Regions from separate parts of the Mus musculus genome. Here region 1 is linked to region 2. A link is a contact called in public Hi-C data. All regions are on one chromosome and are shown on one strand. Each heading gives the region's core, a stretch centred on a gene start, on an enhancer-like site or on the middle of the called end of the contact. The rest is flanking DNA. Distances are from core to core; before and after follow the strand shown.

Region 1 (2,794 bases), core at 44-2,543, 140 kb before region 2:
GGAGAGAGAGTATAGGGAACTTTCGAGATAGCATTTGAAATGTAAATAAAGAAAAAAAAAAGTTATCTGGTGGGGCTGGAGAGAGGGCTCAGTTGAAAGTGTGCTTGTGAGGAGTTTGAATCCCAGCACCTATGCTAACTAAAAGGCTTTAGGAATGGAACCCAGTACATTAAAAAGAAAATCTTCAGAGGTAGATAATGCTCTCAGAAGCAACAGGTTATTAAACGAAAATTCCAACTGCAGGTGTTTTCCGTGGAGGCCCCAGAAGCCCTAGTATAAGTTTCCCCCATTGCTCCTCCTGGCTGGGGACTGATCTAGGGCCTCCGTACGCTGGGCATTTGCTGCCTCTGAGCTATGTTCCCAGCTCTCTCTACACAGCTTTTGATCAAAGTGATCTCAAGGTCCTCTTAGCCTGCAGCTTTGCACAGTTAGCACTGTCTTCCATCTGTGAAAACAGCACAAGCTAATAAAAACCTACTTAATAATTAGGGGAACAGTAAAACATTTTATGAGGTTGTAGTAAAAAAAAAAGTGGCCAAGGTTTGCATGGCTTGTGGCACTGAATATTTGTATAATCGTTCAGAAGAATATTATCCAGACTCTTAGGAAAACAAGAAGAAAAAGAGAACTGGAGATGTAGCTCATTTGGTGGAGTGCTTGCCTCCAGTGTGTGAGTTTCTGGGTTCTGTACCCTGCAAGTGAGCTTGGTGGCTTCCCTGAGCTGTGGGAAGTGAACCCAGAAGGTAGTTAGGGTTCTGGTTAGGGTTAGAGGTTAGGGTTAGAGTTAGGGTTAGGGTCAAGAGAAAGCGAGGGAGGGAGGGAAAGAGAAAGGGAGGGAGGGAGGGAGGGAGAGAGAGAAAGGGAGGAAGTGAGAGAGAGAGAGAGAGAGAGAGAGAGAGAGAGAGAGAGAGAGAAGAGTGTTGTGGCTCTAGTCTGTGTGTAATAATCCCTGAAGTTGGGAGACTGATTACTGTTGCCTGTTGCCATGATTAAGAAGGCAGCCTTAGCTACAGAGTGAGGCTCTGTTATAGAAAGCAAACATTCAAACATTGCTGGGCCTGATGCTGCAGGTCTATAATCTCAAACAGAAGCCAGAAGATTATGCTAAGATTCCAGGCCATCCAGGGCCTATCAGGTTTCTCTTTCAGTCTTTCCTGTCCCCTAACTTATGCTGAGACTAGTAGGTCAGTAATTCCAGCCACACAGGATCGGGAGCACTTGTGTTTCACAGTGAGTTTGTGGCTGGCCTAGAGAATGTAATGAGACCCTGATCTAAATAAAATATGCAAATAATGGCAAATATGCAAATCCGTGGTTAAGAGCACATACTGCTGCAGAGGACAGGGATTTGATTCTCAGCATCCATGTGGTGGTTTACAACAACCATAACTCCAGTTTACAGAGGCCAATACCCTCCTATGGCCATGGAGGGCACCAGGCATGTGTGTGGCATACATATGTACATTTTCTAAAAAATGAAAAAAAGCAATGAAAGATGTAAATAGTAGGCACAGTGGTTCATGCCTTTAGTCCCAACACTCAGGAGGCAGAGGCCAGCCCTGGTATACACAGTGAACTATATTCAAGTTAGCCAGAGCTACATAGTGAGACCCTGTCTCAAAATGAAATGTAAGTAAAAAGTAGGGATGAAGATAATATGCGTGTGTGTGCGCGCACACACATACACAAATAAATAAAGTAGGTAAATAATTAATAAATAAATAAAAAGGGCTGAGGATGGGGGTCTGTGATACAATACTTGCCTAGCTTGGAAGAAGTTCTAGATTTGACACTCAGAAGTACAAAACACACACACAATTTTAAAAGGACAACTCAGTGTGTTGGTTAGTTTTGTTTTTGTTTTTTTTAAATCAGCTTGACACAAAGTAGGGTCATTTGTAAAGAGGGAGTCACAATTAGGAAAATCCCTATGTCAGGTTGGCTTAGACTCAAGTCTACGGGGCATTTTCTTTGTTAATGATAAGCATAGAAGGGTCCAGTCCGTTGTGGATGCTACTACCCCTAGACAGGTGGTCCTAGGGTGCATTAAACAAGACAAAAGAAAAACAAACAGCTCCCCAAGCTGATATGTACATAAATAAATAAAGTAAGTAAATAAGTAAGTAAGTAAGTAAGTAAGTAAATAGACAATAAATAGAAAGAGCTGAGGTTGTGGTCTGTGGAAAACCAGTTTTGGAATCTGCTTTCGCCAGTGGAGTGTCACTGAGTACATCAACCACAGTCCAGGAGACCCCATGCCAAAAAGTAGCTGCTCAACAGAACAAACTCAATGGTGTTTTATGAACTTTTTCCTTAGTTTTGCTTTGTTTAGGCCTTTTTTTGTGTTATTAGTCTTTTGCCAGTTTGTTTTAAATTTTGTTTTTGTAGGGAGTTTTTGTTTCTTGATTTCTGGTTCTGGCATTCTGTTATTGTGTATAGTTTTTTTGTTTTGTTTTGTTTTGTTGTTTTTCTTTTTGTTTTGAGAGAGAATATAAAACTTAAAATTGGGTGGGGAGGGGAAAACATGATCAAAATATATCCTATGAGAAATTTTTAATTAAAAAAGGAAAAGCAGTCCAGATTTGGGGGTGCACAACTATCCCCCACTCCACCCCACCCCCACCCCCTAATACTGAGTTTCACTGTGTAGCCCTGGCTGTCCTGGAACTCACTCTGTAGACCAGGCTGGCCTTGAACTCACAGAGATCTGCCTGCCTCTGCCTCCTGAGTGTTGGTATTAAAGGTGTGTGCCACCACCGCCCCACTTGGTCCACACTTTTAATCCCGGCACTCT
Region 2 (2,700 bases), core at 40-2,539:
TTACCTAAAAATAAAAGAGAGAACACAGGCATGCTTAGGGGAGAGTGCAGACCCCTTGGCATTTTGACTTTTTTTTTTTTTTTTAACAGTCTCACGGCATAGATATGGCTAGTCTGGAACTTACTTTTAGACCAGGCTAGCCTTGAGACACACCAGAAGAGGGCGTCAGATCTCATTACGGGTGGTTATGAGCCACCATTTGGTTGCTGGGATTTGAATTCAGGACCTTTGGAATATCTGCCTGACATTTTGATTTTTTAAAAGTAACCTTAGAGTTGGAGGTGTAGCTCAGTCGGTTAAGTGTTTGCCTAGCACGGATGAAGTCCTAGGTTGAGCCCTGCACTGCACTGAGGCCTAGTGGTGCTTGTCATCCTGGCTCCCCAGTCACGGAGGCAGGAGGATCTCAATCTCACATCAATCTTTCTGTCTCCAGCCCCCTTTCCATGATGGAGAGATCCCCCCCCCCACACTTTTGTTTATTTGCTTGGTTTTTGTTTTTGGAGACAACTTCTGTGTGTAACAGCCCTTGCTTTGTCCTGGAACTCATTCTGTAGATCAGGCTGGCCTCCAACTCACAAAGATCTGCCTATTTCTGCCTTCCAAGGGCTGAGATTAAAGGCCTGCACCACCACGCCCAGCTGAGGGGACTCAATTTTTAAAAGGCTAGGACTCACCTAGCAGCCAGCCCTAGATGACTGACAGAATAGAATTCCTTCCATTAAAAAAGTGGGGTGGCAGGGGCAGGTGTCCTAGCTGGGACTGGGACTGTAACTCAGCACTAGCCTCACTGCATGAGGCCCTAGGTTCACTCCCTGGCACCCCAATAAATAATAAACAGCATAACAATAAGAAAGGGGACCCAGAGTGAGACAGAGAGAGGAAGACCTGCTGTGGGAGTGCAGAGATGGTCATTTCCTCGGAGATAAGCTAGTGTTCTAAGTTGTGGGGGACTCTCCAGCAGACGCCTCAGCTCAGAGCCTCAGGGATTAGGCAAGGGCACAGCCGTGGAGAGGAAGCAATCTTCTGTCGCCAGCCAGAGTTTGAATGGCATTGTCAGGCAGACAGAGAAGAAGGTCAAGGACTTGCTCCTGGACGTTTTCGGTGGATCCGCTGTGCCCTCCCTAAGTACTTCTGACAGATTGATTTCCTCTGCACAGGAGAGTCACATTTTGAACTTTGGTTTCTAAAATACATTAAATCATACTTTGGCTTCTCGGGGGCAGGAGGGGCTGTGCATAATGACGACTCATTTGCTTCTTGTCTCATCTAAGGAAATTATCTCTTCAAAGCGATCAGGTGCTTCTGACCTGTTCTTAAGTGTCGGTATTTTTGAGCTAACTTAGGAAGTGTGTAGGATAATTGTTAGCACTCAAGAGGACCCAGTTCTAGCCTAGTGTTAAAATCTCAGAGATGCACAGATGCCCCCTTTCTTTGTGGAGGGAGGAAAAGATACTTGTGCATGCCAGGATTGCTGCTAGAAACCTCAGGGTGGACGGCAAATTGACAGCTCCTGTCATGGATCAACAGTCAGAAGCCAAGCATTCTACTGTGTAGAAATAGCCCAAAGCAGCCCCCTCCTCCTGTGTGTGAGGAGTTACGTGTGCGAGTGAGCACGTGATGAGTATACTGGCTAGAGGTCCATGTTGGGGTCCTTCATGGTTCCTCCCCCTACCCCCAATTTTACTTTATGTGTATGAGGTTTTTTGTTTTGTTTTGCTTTTTTGTTTGTTTGTTTGTTTGTTTAGGGTTTTTTTTTTTTTTTTTTTTGCCATTCAGGCCTCTACACCATGTACATGAAGTTCCCACAGTGTCCAGAAGAGGGCACTGGATCCCCTGGGACTGCAGTTACAGATGGCTGTAGGTGCTGGGAATTGAACCAGGCAGGTCTTTGGGAAACACAGGCAGTGCTCTTAACCTTTGAGTCATCTCTCCAACCCCCTCCACTTTCTTTTTTGAGACTGTGTCTCTTCCTGAACCCACACCTCACCCATCCATTAAGACTCACTGGCCAATGAACTCCAAGGATCCGTCTGTGTCTTCCTTCCTAGATTTCAGACAGGTGCTACCACGCTTGACTTTTTAAGTGGGTGCTAGGGATCCGAACTCAGACCCTCACATCTGTTTAGCAAATACTTTACCAAACTGAACCACCTCCCCAGCTGGTCTCTGCCTCTTTTTGTTTATTTGTTTTGAGATTCACTGCCCTCAGACTTACTATGTAGCTGAGGCTGGCCTCAAACTCCTGATTCTTCTGCTGGGGAATATACAGGTATATGTCATCGTATCATCATATCTGACTTTATCATTTCCCCACAGTTTACCTAATTTTTATCGGTTTGCTTGTGGAAGCAGTAAAAGGTGGCATGTACCAAAAGCAGTCCTCATGGGGAGAAAGAAACCAATGTATTATTTGTACCAGGCATGAGGCTAAGGCCATATGCTAGTATTCATTCAGTGCTCTCAAAAATGTCTCCAAATAAATTTCCTTATATGTTTCATTTTATGGATGCAGAAGTCGAGGTTTAGAGGGCAAATTCCAGGTTCCTAACCACCCAGACTGTCCCTGCGTCTCTCTAGGGTTGGACTCACCCGCAGGCTTTTCTGTGGCAAGAGTAACCCCCCTTACCTCCACCAGGTTGCACTGTAACTCTGCTTACCTGAGTTCTGCAGCGTCCCTTTGCCTACATGCATCTAAGTGCA

What was found. Hi-C and Micro-C count contacts between places; a contact is called where the count stands out from the background.
Region 1: a Hi-C map of rod photoreceptor shows a contact between it and region 2, with 2.6 times the contacts expected there. The contact joins two enhancer-like sites. A contact is called at or near these places in 8 of 15 datasets of contacts at CTCF or cohesin (CD8 T cells, the NIH/3T3 cell line, embryonic stem cells and 2 more), 24 of 484 Hi-C or Micro-C datasets (the 63-12 cell line, the Patski cell line, bone marrow-derived macrophages and 9 more), 13 of 115 datasets of contacts at active chromatin or transcription factors (the NIH/3T3 cell line, embryonic basal ganglia, embryonic stem cells and 5 more) and 1 of 9 other capture datasets (embryonic stem cells).

Annotation. Positions count from the first base shown.
Region 1 is chr11:87,012,135-87,014,928 of GRCm38.p6, reverse strand. No RefSeq gene overlaps it. Among named protein-coding and RNA genes, the nearest start is that of Ypel2, 20 kb to the right of the region's middle. Within about 2 kb of position 1,293, at least 9 of the 459 cell types and tissues checked have an H3K27ac peak or open chromatin away from gene starts, as enhancers often do. A contact at or near this core is called in rod photoreceptor, where this site is marked.
Region 2 is chr11:86,875,045-86,877,744 of GRCm38.p6, reverse strand. No RefSeq gene overlaps it. Among named protein-coding and RNA genes, the nearest start is that of Gm33742, 7.8 kb to the right of the region's middle. Within about 2 kb of position 1,289, at least 18 of the 459 cell types and tissues checked have an H3K27ac peak or open chromatin away from gene starts, as enhancers often do. A contact at or near this core is called in rod photoreceptor, where this site is marked.